2 separate regions of the Anser cygnoides genome follow, and region 1 is linked to region 2. A link is a contact called in public Hi-C data. All regions are on one chromosome and are shown on one strand. Each heading gives the region's core, a stretch centred on a gene start, on an enhancer-like site or on the middle of the called end of the contact. The rest is flanking DNA. Distances are from core to core; before and after follow the strand shown.

Evidence for each region. Hi-C and Micro-C count contacts between places; a contact is called where the count stands out from the background.
Region 1: a contact with region 2 is called in a Hi-C map of liver, with 5 times the contacts expected there. The contact joins the promoter of FGF19 here to the promoter of ANO1 in region 2. A contact is called at or near these places in 2 of 7 Hi-C or Micro-C datasets (granulosa cells and liver).

What each region holds. Positions count from the first base shown.
Region 1 is chr5:18,816,867-18,823,618 of Taihu_goose_T2T_genome, reverse strand. It overlaps FGF19 (fibroblast growth factor 19), which reads right to left and starts at 3,206. Exons shown (of 3, transcript XM_048058590.2): 1 at 2,609-3,206; 2 at 2,411-2,514. The coding sequence starts at 2,852.
Region 2 is chr5:18,644,960-18,650,904 of Taihu_goose_T2T_genome, reverse strand. ANO1 (anoctamin 1) reads left to right here and starts at 2,731. Exons shown (of 27, transcript XM_048058602.2): 1 at 2,731-2,867.

The DNA.
Region 1 (6,752 bases), core at 1,957-4,456, 170 kb before region 2:
ACTCGTGACATATTGTGCCGACATTAGGATTTAGTATCACCAGGTTAGATCCTTTCACAAGCACTGCGTTTCTTACAGCTCTGGTGTTATTTCAGGCTCAGCCACCACAGGTGACTGAACTCGCGGTCAATAAAAGACAATTGCTGACAATGGCTCAGTCTTCAGCGATAAGTGTTTGTCCACGAATGCTCTGCCTGTCTAAATATAGAACGCGTCTGATACTTCTCAGTCATTCCTCAAACATCATCAAGAATATGGAGTACAATTAAATGCTTGCATTTGGCTGTCGTTTAAAAGCCCTTTTTAAACTAATATTTTTTTTTAAAAAGGCATTTTCTCCAATATAAATTACATGGTATATGTCCTTCCACACACAATATATCTCAGAAAAGCACACAATTATGGCTGAATTGTTGCCTGTCTTTATTTCTACGAGTGGTCAGCCTCACTAACGAGGATGATGAAATAACAGAGCTTCTTGAGCAAGTGCACATAACAAACCACAACGGTTATTGATTGAGCCCCCCATGTCTCAACTGGATTGTCCCCTCTTGACTACATTGGGATCGTCTCTAGCATTATTTTTAATAAGTATCAAATGCACTTTAGGTATTTCCAGGTTATTTTTTTTTCCACAGGAGGAATTCATAATATGTTAGTATATTAAGCAGTTTAAAAGATTTCTGCTAAACTACTGAATTCCTGAGAACAGGCCCCGGCACACTGCACATTCAAAACCAACCCCAGTGACCAATTTTACATGGTGTTGGAAAGGGGCCTGTTTCACGAGGGCATGCGGTCGCTGAGTTCAGTCCCCAGACACTGCATCTGCCCTTTCGTTCTTCCACTGCTGAAGACAGTGCTGATAAGGCAAAGGCTTCCCTGCAGAGCTTGTCTGCCCCGGCTGATAGCACAGAGGAGATAGCAGGTGTCGTGAACGACCTGATTTCTCACCTTCAGCCTGAACTGGGCACGGTCTCAGCAGTGTTTCTTTGGCAACCGGATGAATATAGCTGGTATATGCTAGAAGCCATCTATTTCTCCCTTCCAAATACACCCCTAGAGCAGAGTGGCTATGGGAGAGGGGGATGTGTCTCTTAAGAGAAAACTTCTATCTGTAAAATTCTATTCCTTTCACTTCTGTGAATATTGTCAGTGAAGCCAGTAAAACTATTTCCCAGAATAAGGCAATAAAATTGATCCATGACACAAAGATGTGATGGCACAGCTACATACTATGGTGTTCTCAGAAAAAAGCCAACAACCTGCAATGAATACTATATAGCAACAAACCCAGTCGAGGGATATTCATTAGCTTTCAAAATGGTATTATTGAAAGCTATTTTAAAATTCTGTGACTGCTAAAGTCCAGCCAGCAGCTCCAATGGGAGCAGGACCCGGACTCTGTTTTGCTTTCATCGATCATTTTGCTTTGGATTTACATTAAAACTTTAAGCTAATAATTGACCCACCAGATCATCTGAGCCTATACACCTTATCACTGCATCGATTGTCTGATTCTAGCCCAGAAAAGCAAGGAAATTGAGAAAGAAAGGCTAAATCCTATGTTGCATACTCAGTCCATAACTTTATCTGCCTTGCTCTCATAAAAGATACCGGGAGTTTTGACAATGGGCCAGGTCCTTGCCCTACTGAAATCAGCAGAAATTTTGCCGGAGTTATCAAAGCAGAACCGAGCTGTATCTTTACTACAGCACAGTAAAATGCCATCGCTCCGTGCAGCTCAGGTTCCTGTAGAGCAGTTACACGAAGACTGACTCTGAGCTCACATCCTAGCAGCTCATGCATGTGGTTTACCAATCCGAGTTTATACCACTGCTGATGTCCAGCAGATATGCTGGCGTACTGAGATGATGAGCACGAGCTAACAGTGTGGGATCAGTGAGTCACTAAACTCCTCAGCCTCCAAGAGTCCCGCAGGTGTGCTGTTATCCCAAGCCAGAAGTGGGACAACGGGGATTAGTCCTTCCTGCCCGAGTCCCGTTTCTGTTTGGTACTACCTAGGGGTCAGCAACCCCGTGTGGCAGCTATCTGGGTGCATCTCCCTTCCAAAGGAGGCATCTTATATATATATATATTGGAATATCTGAGCTGAACAGCGAGAAATTATTCAGATCCAATGGCCAGACTTAATCTGTTTCTGGGTCAGAACTGCAGCCACCAACCGATGAGACTTTTCAAACGCCCCCAGTTCTGGTCTATACTATATTTTCTGTATACAACACATACGCTGCATTCGGAACGCTGTTCCCGTGTTGCCTCCTTCTAATAACCCCCTTCAGGCGACGAGAATCGCCCCCCGGTCCTACAGCGAAAAGGGGGCGCCTGGGGAGGGGATGGGGGGGCTGGCGAGCCCGGGGCAGAGCCGGGGCCGGGGGTCGCAGCTCACCTGCCCGTGCAGCCGCCCCGCCTCGTCCATGCAGAGGTAGCGGGAGCTCAGCACGCCCTTGATGGCCACGGTGCGCACCGCCACGGCGCGGATCTCCAGCAGACCTGCGGGGCACAGGGGAGAGAGCGGCGTGAGCCCGTCCCGTCCCGTCCCGTCCCGTCCCGTCCCGCCCCGTCCCCGCAGCGCCCCGCTACTCACTGTGCGGGCTCTGGCTGCCGGCCGCGTCCACCCGGCCGTCGCCGCCGATCCTGAGGAAGCAGCTGAAGAGCCCGTGCTTGCTGGCGGTGTAGAGGTGCCGCAGCCGGATGGGCTCCCCCCAGCCGTAGTTGACGTGCGGGCCGGCGTCGGGCAGCGGCAGCGAGCGGGCGGCGGCGGCGGCGGCGGCGGCGGCGAGCCCCAGCAGCGCCAGGGCGGCGCGGCGGGCGGCGGGGCGCGGCCCCATGGCGGGCGGCACGGAGGGGCGCGGAGCGAGGGGAGGGGAGGCCGGGCGCTCGCCTCGGCTGGCGGTGCCGCGGGATGTAGCACGGGCGAAGCCGGCCCCCCGGCCTTTTATAGGCCTCCGTTATCAGCCCGATCGATTCGGCCGCATCCAGCTCCAATATAGAGCCCGTTTCATAGCGGGAATTGGCCGGGGCGGGCACTCCCCCCGAAAATATTGATCGGGTGACATCATGGCGCAGGGGACACCCTGAAGGCGCTCCCTCCCCATCCGCACCTCCGAGATTCCCCGTCGGGGCTCCGGCCGCGCCCCTCCCCGCCACCCCGGGCTGCCCCGACGGGCCGTGCCGTGCCGTGCCGTGCCGTGCCGTGCCGGGCCGTGCCGTGCCGGGCCGTGCCGGGCCGTGCCGGGCGGTACCGCACCCCTGCCCTGAACTGAGCCCCGAAGCACACGGGGCCGGGGGTGCGCGACCCGCAGGCGTGGAGGTGCCCCGGGGCACCGTCCGGAGCCGAGCCTCGGCGCTGCCGCTTGCCCGTCCCGCATTTCCCCGGTCAGAAACCGGGCGGCTGCGGCCCCGGGGATGCCTGTGCGACCTGGCTGGGAGAGGGAGCCGGGTCTCCGCCGCCGCCGCCTGGCACCGGCGGGCGCGGGCAGGGCGGGGGGCGCCGCCTCCGCTCCCCCCCGGCTGCTCCGGGCCGTATTGCCGCCCGGCCATCCCCCGCCGGGTCGCTAGATGGAGCCTGGCACCCGGCGTGCGGGCTGGCCTCGCCGTCGGGGAGCTGCTGCATGGGGGGCTCTCCAGCTCCTGTCCTTCCCCGTTCGCACCTAGAAATCGGGGGGGAAAAAAATAAATAAATTGTGTAGTAAAACTGCATCGCCCCCGGCCAGGAGCCCGGCATAAGCATGAAGCAGATTTTGTCCCGGTCCGCGTACCAGCAGCTTTTTCCAGGTGGGCTCGTTTCATGGAAAGAAGCAGACACGCACCTCTTGTTTGCTCAGTGCATTCAACATCTCAGGGGCACGCCAGAGGGATCACTGCTGACTCTTCTGTTGTCCATCCAAACTAAGCACTAAAGGAATTTTCTCAGATCCCAAGAGAGAAACTATGCACCGATGGAATTTCATAAAGAAAGACAAAACCTTTCCCCCACAGGACACATAAACTAACAGTTAAGCAAACTATAACCTTGCCCCAGCAACTTCTCTGAAGCAAGCAAACAAAACCTTCCTGTCAGCTCCCAAATACTGTTTTACTACCTGCTTACTTTCATCTTTTTGTCTGTACACTTGCATCTCTATCCTGTAAACACTCATACAAATAACTTTTCTTTATGACTAATCCTAGCTCAGTGAGGCTGTGCATATAGACAAGGCCATGCAAAATCACAGAGCTCTGCAGGACGATGGCCTGCACGTGTATACATGCTTACATGGTGCATAATCATCACGTGTACCTTACGGCACTGAAGTTACCACATTGGTTATTTAGTGTTTGAATGATCAGGGCCTTGCATCACCAGCTCCGTGGAGCAAGGGATTATATGTCACCAGCCACTTCAAAAGCAACCACTGCTTTTGACTACCTCTTTTTCCTTTTTGGTGGTCAGTTTGAGGGACCCAGAAAGAAGCCCAGCTTTCTCTGCATGGGTGATGAGTAATTGAGAAAAATCGGGATGGCCTCCCCTTCAGGTGTCTCCTGCTGCATCCTCCAAATCACAGGCTGATTTGAGAAATTATGTCCTTTCAAACATCACACAAGTTGACAATATTATGAAAACAGTAAATAATAGCAAGGTGTCTGAGACCCTATATATATATATATATACATTTTTTTTTCCTCTGCACAATTCTGCAACATTATTACATGGCTACTACAGAGGCAGTTCACAACCCTGGGCCCCACAGCACTTGTGCATGTAACTCATCCTGGCTGCATGTGCATTCTTCAAGGTATCGAGCACCCACCACAGACACAGAAGTTATGGTCGGAAATGAATCTGAAAGGCTTTTTGGTCCATTTTGTTGTGCATCCCAGTGAATAGAAACTATTTTATGTGTACTGACGATCTCATGTTAATAATATTCACCATCATAAATATACACTGTTTTCTTCATCAAAATGTCAAACTTCTTTCAAGCAGCAAAGAATTGATGCTTGACTTGTTTATTCATTTTAATGGTATTATTCCTTTATGAGGATCAAAAATTGAGGCGGGAAGGACAAATCACTTGCACTAAATGATACTTCAAATCAGTGAAAAAGCTGACTATAGGTGAGAATTGCTTAATGATTGAGAGCTTTTAAAAGTTATTTTCATTGTTACTATTGCTGATGTTACATGGACTGATTTTTAAAGTCTCATATCAGATCAAATGAAAATGAAGTGCTTAACTCTCTCTCTCTCTCTCTCTCTCTCTCTCTGGAATTATCTCTCAATATAGTAATGTTTCAATCTAATTCATTTGTTCAAGTTCCTCTGGAGCTAGTGACTGAGGTTAAGAGCCTCCATGTACTTATCTGGATTGGATAGTACCAATCCTATCTCAAAACAGCTTTTTAAGAAACAAGAGTTAAACAATCTCTTAAAGTAGTTATTTCTTTATTGGCTCTGGAAAAAAAAAAAAAAAGAGAAAGAAAAAAAAGCCTTAGTGATTAAGCCATATTCGGTACCTTATTTTAAGCTAGAGCTAAATGAGCTTACAAATCTCACCATTCTCAACATATAATAGTTGTAGTGTGATTTTCATGTCAGTTCCTATCTGTATCACTGAGCTTTATCATTTATTGGCATCCTTTTACTAAAGTTCAATAGAAATACATGTCTTTGTGTGTTTCTACAGATGTATTTCCAGAGACATTATAGGGGAAATCACACCATCACTTCCAGTGCTGTATCTGCTCCGTACATAAACAGAGCCTGCAGCAAGGAAACTTGGTAGTGTAGGACTTTTCATTTTTCTGGGGATAGGAAAAAAAGGAAAAAGTCTTGTAGAATAAAAATACCTCCTGACCAAATAGTACACAACTGAAAAAGCATTTTCACCTGTTGTAATGAATCATTTATTTCCACTGCTGTTTTCAGTGGCCCTATGTAATTTCTGCAGAACGAAAACTTCATCTTTGTGTAACACTAAAGCCGAACTGCATGTGGTTTGTAAGGACATGACTGCCTATGTTTTAAAAGTCAAACATCCTGAGATCCTGGAGCATGCCGAAATGACAACAGAGGGTTTGTGCCTTAGTAGGCAATAGCATTATTGGAACTAAGTGAACTAAATCCAAAGAAGATTGCTACATACTGATCAGACATAGGGCATGAAACCACCCCTGAGTAGAGGCTACCTTGTGATGGAGATCAAAGGAAAAATTACGTAGGAGATTCACTCAAGGCTGACTGAGGGTCAAAATGTGATAAATTAGATCTGTCCAGAATGAAGAGGCATCTGTTCAAAAGTAGAATGACTTCAGAATATCTACAGAAGATAATGGTGAAAACTTTCTGTATACAAGTCATTGTAGAAAAAAAAGAAAACAGTACAGGAATTTTAAAGGCTTTTTACTTTTGCTGGGGTATCTTTGGGATCTTCCACAGATTTAGGAGTAGGCGTTACATGAATGTGATTCAGTATTACTTCTGAGTAGAGATCTGTAAGTCTTTTCCCGTTTTCGCTGAACTCAGAAGCGGAAGAATTACAGAGGCTGTAAGTACTCTGAGGGGAGTAAGGTCCCAAGCAGAGCTGGGAGTGTCAGTGCTAATTCCTTTAGTTCTGAGTTCTGCTATCGTTCCTGCACGCTGTCCCATAAGCAAAAGCAAAAAGACAGCCTTTACTTGCCCCAGTGGCAGAGGGATGGCAGGACAGAGTCTGTCAGGCAATGAGGGACGGCAGAAGTGAAGACACAGT
Region 2 (5,945 bases), core at 1,482-3,981:
GGAGAGCTGGAGCATTTCCCTGCCTTCACCGCGCGCCCCGCAAAGGTGTAAGAGAGTACACAAAAATAGTTCGGAGGCAGAGAGGGGCTGGTGGGCTGCCATTTGGGCTGATGGGGCTGGTGTTAGCATTTCTCCAGTGAACGAGCACCCGGAGCCTTTACTTGTCTCCGGATCACAGGAGGTGAGAACTGAATTATTATTGTTATGAAGGTACACAGTACATTCTGCAGGAGCAAACTATAAATATTTCCAGCAAATGCACTTAATATAGGTGTGGGTGCCAAGTAGCACTGTCTCCTTCCTAATTGTTAAGAAAGAATTTTTGTTTTATTGCATAGACAAGTAGATCCTCCTTCTCTTTGCCATCCTTCTCACAAGTATGTGTTGAGATGGCACAATGGGTTTATCACATGGTAAGGAAGAAAACTGTAGCTGGAGCCTCTGTCTCCTATCAGCCCAGCAGCCTATTTTAGCTCATGGGGCTCTTGAGAAGACAAATCTTGTTTCCTCTGCTCTCGCGCACAGTCTGAGTGGTCCCACTGCTCGGTTGTCACCTCCAGTGAAGGAGTGGTCCAACTGATGTCAGTCCAATGCCGATGTCCCTGCGCTGCACAGGGAGGAGCCCAGGGAGCCGTGGCAGGTCCATGACATGGTGTGTGGACATCTGGAGGGATGGACATTGGGCAGCCTCCATCCAGGGGCATGACTTCCCCTTTCTCCTTGTAGCGTGTCCAGCCATGGGCTTCTCCAAAGCATTCAGAGGACCAGCTTGAGCTCCTCCATTTGAGTGGGAAGGAAAATTCTCCTGCCTGGTAGTACTGCTGGCTGTGGCACAGCCTCCGCAACACATGGAGGTCATCCATTTGCATGCAAATCTGTGCCTGACCAGCCCAGGACCTTCTAAACTAATGGCAGGCAATCACTGTGGTTTGATTTTCAGGACACTTTTTAAACAGTAAATGATCACTCATTAACACTTAAACACCTGGAGTGAGGCGGTAGTGTTAGGTCTACTTTGTTTGTTTGTTTTGTTTGTTTTTTTTTTTTCCATGCATGTGGCTGAAGTATAAATTTAATTTCTGAAACACTGCTTGTCAGACTAGAACTCCCTAAACCCCGTTACCAAATGAGGTCATTGATCAGCTGACCTGCCTTTGGCTGGGCTTGCAGTGGAGAGCAGTGGGCAGAAAAGGCCACTTTCTGATGAGGACGCAGGCTCCGTGGCTGAAGCCTGCTCTGCCGGCTCTGAGGTGTGTGTGTCCAGGCTGGGTTCCCAGCCCAGCTGTAGCCAGCGGCTGCTGACAGAGCCTGGGATCATTGCGAGATAGGATGCTGGAATCCGGCATTGTTTCCAGCTTTCTTTGTGTTTCACGTTCATAAGACAAATATATATGTTGGGCTTGTGCCCACATTTGGTTCTGCTGCAAATCTCTGTCCAAAATAAATTAATTGTAAGCAAAGGAAAAAGAGCACTCTCTCGAATGCCTTTGATCTCCAGTTAAGCAAGCCAGTAAGTGAGGCTTCATACAACACGATCCACTCATCTGCTCTTCTGCTAATAATAAAATGAGTAAAGCACATTTTAAAAATAGTCTAAATCCATACTTTCTCAAAAAAGCACAAAAGTTAAGAAGGAGTAAAAAGATATGAAATCTAGACTAAAAGCATCTTGGCTTGGCTTCAAAGCCTCTGGGGATTATAGCCCATGAAGAAGAAATCTATACGTGTAAATTCCCTTGTTTGTGTGTTTATCTCAGTGTGTTTTCTACCTGTCATGTCAAATCTCCAACATCACCAGGAAAGATTCTTTTACAACTTGAAAAATGCAGTCCCATGGAGATACTGAAGCCACAACCTGCTACGTTTTGGGTAACAAAGGAGAGTAGAGAGTGGGTTGATGACTGCAACCTAAGCAGGAGCCGTGTCCGGTCCCGGTTGTGCAGCAGGGAGCCACATGCCCTGCGCAGTCCCCCAGGGGCTCCTTCCCCAGGAAGGCAAGAGGAGGTTGCTTGGCCCCACAGTTCTCTTGTAGTCTGGGTCAGAGAACCACCAGCAAGATGTGGCTTCTGGGGCTGCCCCAGGGAGCGGGAGCACAGCCCTGAGAGAAGCCAAGGGGTTTGTGCCCTGGGAGATGAAGAGGTCTGGGATCCTGTTCTCCTGGTCCTGTGCAACTCCTGCGGCCATCCAGCTGAAGGTGTAAAAAGTGAGTGGCAGCTATTCTATACCCCGCACTTAAATAAGTAAATGCATAAATGAAGAAGAGGTGGTATTTTGTGAGGTCCCGAGTTTGCTGGTGTGTACCGTGATATTCCTAACACCCCTTGCACACTGGGCCTGGGGAGGGGAGGCAGCTGGATGCTGCCAGCAGGCACTGTCCGCCCGGGAAATGTGTCCCGTGTGGCTGTTTGAGCGTGGACAGACGGAGGTGAATGCCAGCACACGCGGGGCAGGGGGGAAGGGGCGCGGGGGTGAGCTGGTGAGACCCAGCTGTGCCTTGGGCGGGGGAGACCTGTCAGCGCGGCAGCCCCAAATGACGGCATCTCTTTGGCAGGACACCGAGCCATACTTTTCCCCCCCTTTTTTCTCTAACAGCAAAGCGCACGAGGTTTTACCACGGTAAGAAACGGGCCGGTGGGGGTGAACCCGGCTCCGCTTCGGGCAGCGCAGGGCCACCGGGCTCAGCCCCGGGGACTCCCCAGCGCCGCGCCCGGGGCGCGCTGACCTTTGGCGGCCGCGCTGCCCCCGCCCGGCCGCCGCAGCAGCAGCAGCGGGAGCACGACCAGCACCGGCAGCACCGCCAGCAGCTGCCGCCGTCGCTCCGGCGCCCGGTGCCCAAGGTCAGGGCGGCACCGGCGGCCGCTCAGCAGGTAGGCGCGGAGCCCTGCGCGGGCGGAGCGGGGAGGCAGCGCGGCGGCGGCGGCGTGAGGCGGGGTGCCGGAGGGCTGGAGGCCGGCCGGAGGGCTGGAGGGCCGGCTGGAGGGCCGGCTGGAGGGCCGGCCGGCTCCCTCCCCGCCGCTCCCACCCCGCGGAGGGCCGCGCCGCGCTCCCGCCGCCCGTATTTAAAGGCGGCCGGGGGGCGCTGCGCCCTGCGGTGCCGCTCGGCGGGGTAGCGAGCCCTGCCCGCAAAAAGAGAGGGAGGGGGGAGGAAAGGGGGGGAAAAAAAATAGGGAGAGGGAGGAGGAGGAGGAGGAGGAGGGAGCCTGGGAAGTTGAGTTTGGTACCAAGCGGCAGGGGCTCGGCGGGCGATGGATAAGGATGAGATCCACCTGCACAGGCTGCCGGCCGCCGCGCCCTGGGGACCACGTAAGTCCGCGGCGGGGACGGGGTGCGGGGCGCCGGGGGGCCCGTGGGGAACGGGACGCCCCGCTGCCCATCTCTCGGCAGCCTTTCGGCGGGGAGCGGCGGTTACAAATCCCGGAGTAACCTCCGCCAAGTAGCGGGGAAATAAGATAGCTGTCTCCCCGCCCCGACCCCTCAAGGCGTAGAATGGCATAAAGTCCCCTTTACCTACATTCATGTAGCAATTAAAAGCTCATCTGGCCCCGGGATGCTAGTCTAATTATGAAAAACTGCTGGGATGCGAAGTAGATGAGATAAATCCTCGATTCGATGATTGCTCTTAATTCACGCTGTGCTGTGGAAGACCAGCAAAGAAAGGTCTTACCAACTGAAACAGGTCTGTCTCAGGTTGTCAGTAATGTTTTTACAGAACTGGCTATATCGCGTATCTCTATCATTAACTAATGTGTGCAGCAAAATAAATTATATATATTGGAAAGGGAAAATACATTCCTTGGCTGAGAAGTTACAGAATGTTTAGAGCCAAAGAGCAGATCGTTTAAATGGTAGGGGGTGGGAATTTCCTTGGCTTCCCTCTAGAAATAAATCACAGCTCGGTGTCTGCGTGCATGCATGTGCACCCACATATGCATTTATATAAAATCTTCACGCGCATTGGAACACAGATTTTTACAAGCACTATTTACTGAACACATTTTTTTACTAGTTTAGAGACTATAAAACTAGAACTGAGATGCTAACCAGGAACGTGCTGTAACACACTTGATTATCCAGCTGAATTGTATACAAATGAAGTAAATTTAGCATGGCACCATTTATAAATTCCATGCTTTACAATCAAAATTCCAAATCTAACTATTTGCAGCTAAGAATAGCACGGGGAGCCCTTTTCTTTACTCCCTCTTTCTTGGATTCCCATGAAAACCGTTATCCTAGAGTCTACTCGTTAAATGGCCAAATATTTAACTGGAGTTCAGCCCACTTCTAAAAGAAATGCTGTACACTCATCAAACCGTAGGGTAGCCAGAGTGCTCAGAATGAAAAGAGAACTATTTCTTTAATGTCTGACATGAAACAGCTGGACTTTGTATCTCGATACCGGGGATGGGGTTTCTGACTGCCACTGTGTGTCCCGTGTTAACATATTAGTTAAATTAAGGAGTTGGAACTCTTCAAAGCTGACCATGGGGTATATTCTGAAATTGAGAGCTGGGAAAGCCTGAGGTGCTGAGGTGTTATCGCAGTACATTAACGGAGGTATGAGCAAGAGGGCTGAAAGATAGAAATGGCACTAGAAAGCTCTACCATTACTCATGGGGCAGGTGGCAATTTATCGTGAGGCAATCACGGCAATAGGGCGGGAGTCCAGAGAAGTTGTTGGAGTGGCGTTTTATCTGCGAGAAACTTTACAGAATGGTTTGCAGTGACATTCTCTATTTAATTTACTGAATCACCTATTAGCAGCACAAACACTGTGTACCAGCTTCGTTAGTAAGTTCAAGGAGCAGTTTTGTTCTTGGAAGCGTGTATTTGTTTTTCTGTTGATAACTTATCCAAAAAAGCTTGTTTGTAAAAGCCATTTATAAGATGAAAACTCCTGTCTAATTACATAATGGATCCATGCATTGCAGCATGATCAATTAGTCCCAGCTAGTTCTTGGGCAAATTTTGCATGTATTGCCAGAGAGGCATGTGTACACCCATCCTTGATGTTTTTACATGGTCTTTATACTCAGAAAGCCCTGCTGCAGACAGCTGAGGAAACCTGATGGAACAAGGAGTTGGGGAAAAGCTGGAGTCAATGCGAGGGTGACAGAAGAGAGGAAGGTGAAGGGGAGTCTATAGCCCCCTTACTCTGGGTAAATACTTGGAATCAGCTACAGCCAAAACACTGTTTTGCATTTCTCTAGCGATAAGTTGGCCAAAGTAACATCAGTACATTATTTTTGGCTCTATTGGTGGCATGAAAGGGTAGGTGTGCTCGGCTACATCCCTGCCCTGGAGACCCAGACATCACAGCTGATGTCTCCCAGCTTGTTTGATGCTAGTTCCTTCCTCACGTCCTGGGTCAGGGAGTATGTGTGATGACGAAGGGGCCAGGGTCAGAATTGGGGTGGGCTGGGGAAAGGTGCCGACGTGCTGGCTGCTGGAAGGGCCACGGAGATAGCCTGTCAGTTCAGGGAGGGTGCGGAGTCGCTGGGACTGGTGCTCACAACGTAGCGTGGCATCAGCAGGCGCGTCTTTGCCCCCTGCATTTCAGCAGTTAAAAATTCCCCAAGCGAACACCTGGCCCCTTTGAAAAACAATGGGATTTTTTATGTAGTCACGCTACTGTCCCAAAAACTGAAGTGTTCTCCTCTTTTTTCTTTGTGAGACATCACTCACCTCTGAGCAGGGACTTCCTGCACAGCTCCATAGCTTCTACTATGCATCACCCAGCTTCCCGTGGTAGCACTGCAGCTATTTCCATTACCAGTGAAAATGATGAAGCATATTAAGCTAATAATTAATCAGAGATGACAAGGGACTAATAACCGTATTGATTTAATTAGGACTTCTTTTCCAGCTCTGTAACTCGCAGTCACGCACATCATTAACTTAATATTTTAATTTGTAGTAATAACTTATTAATTTCTGCAGATGAG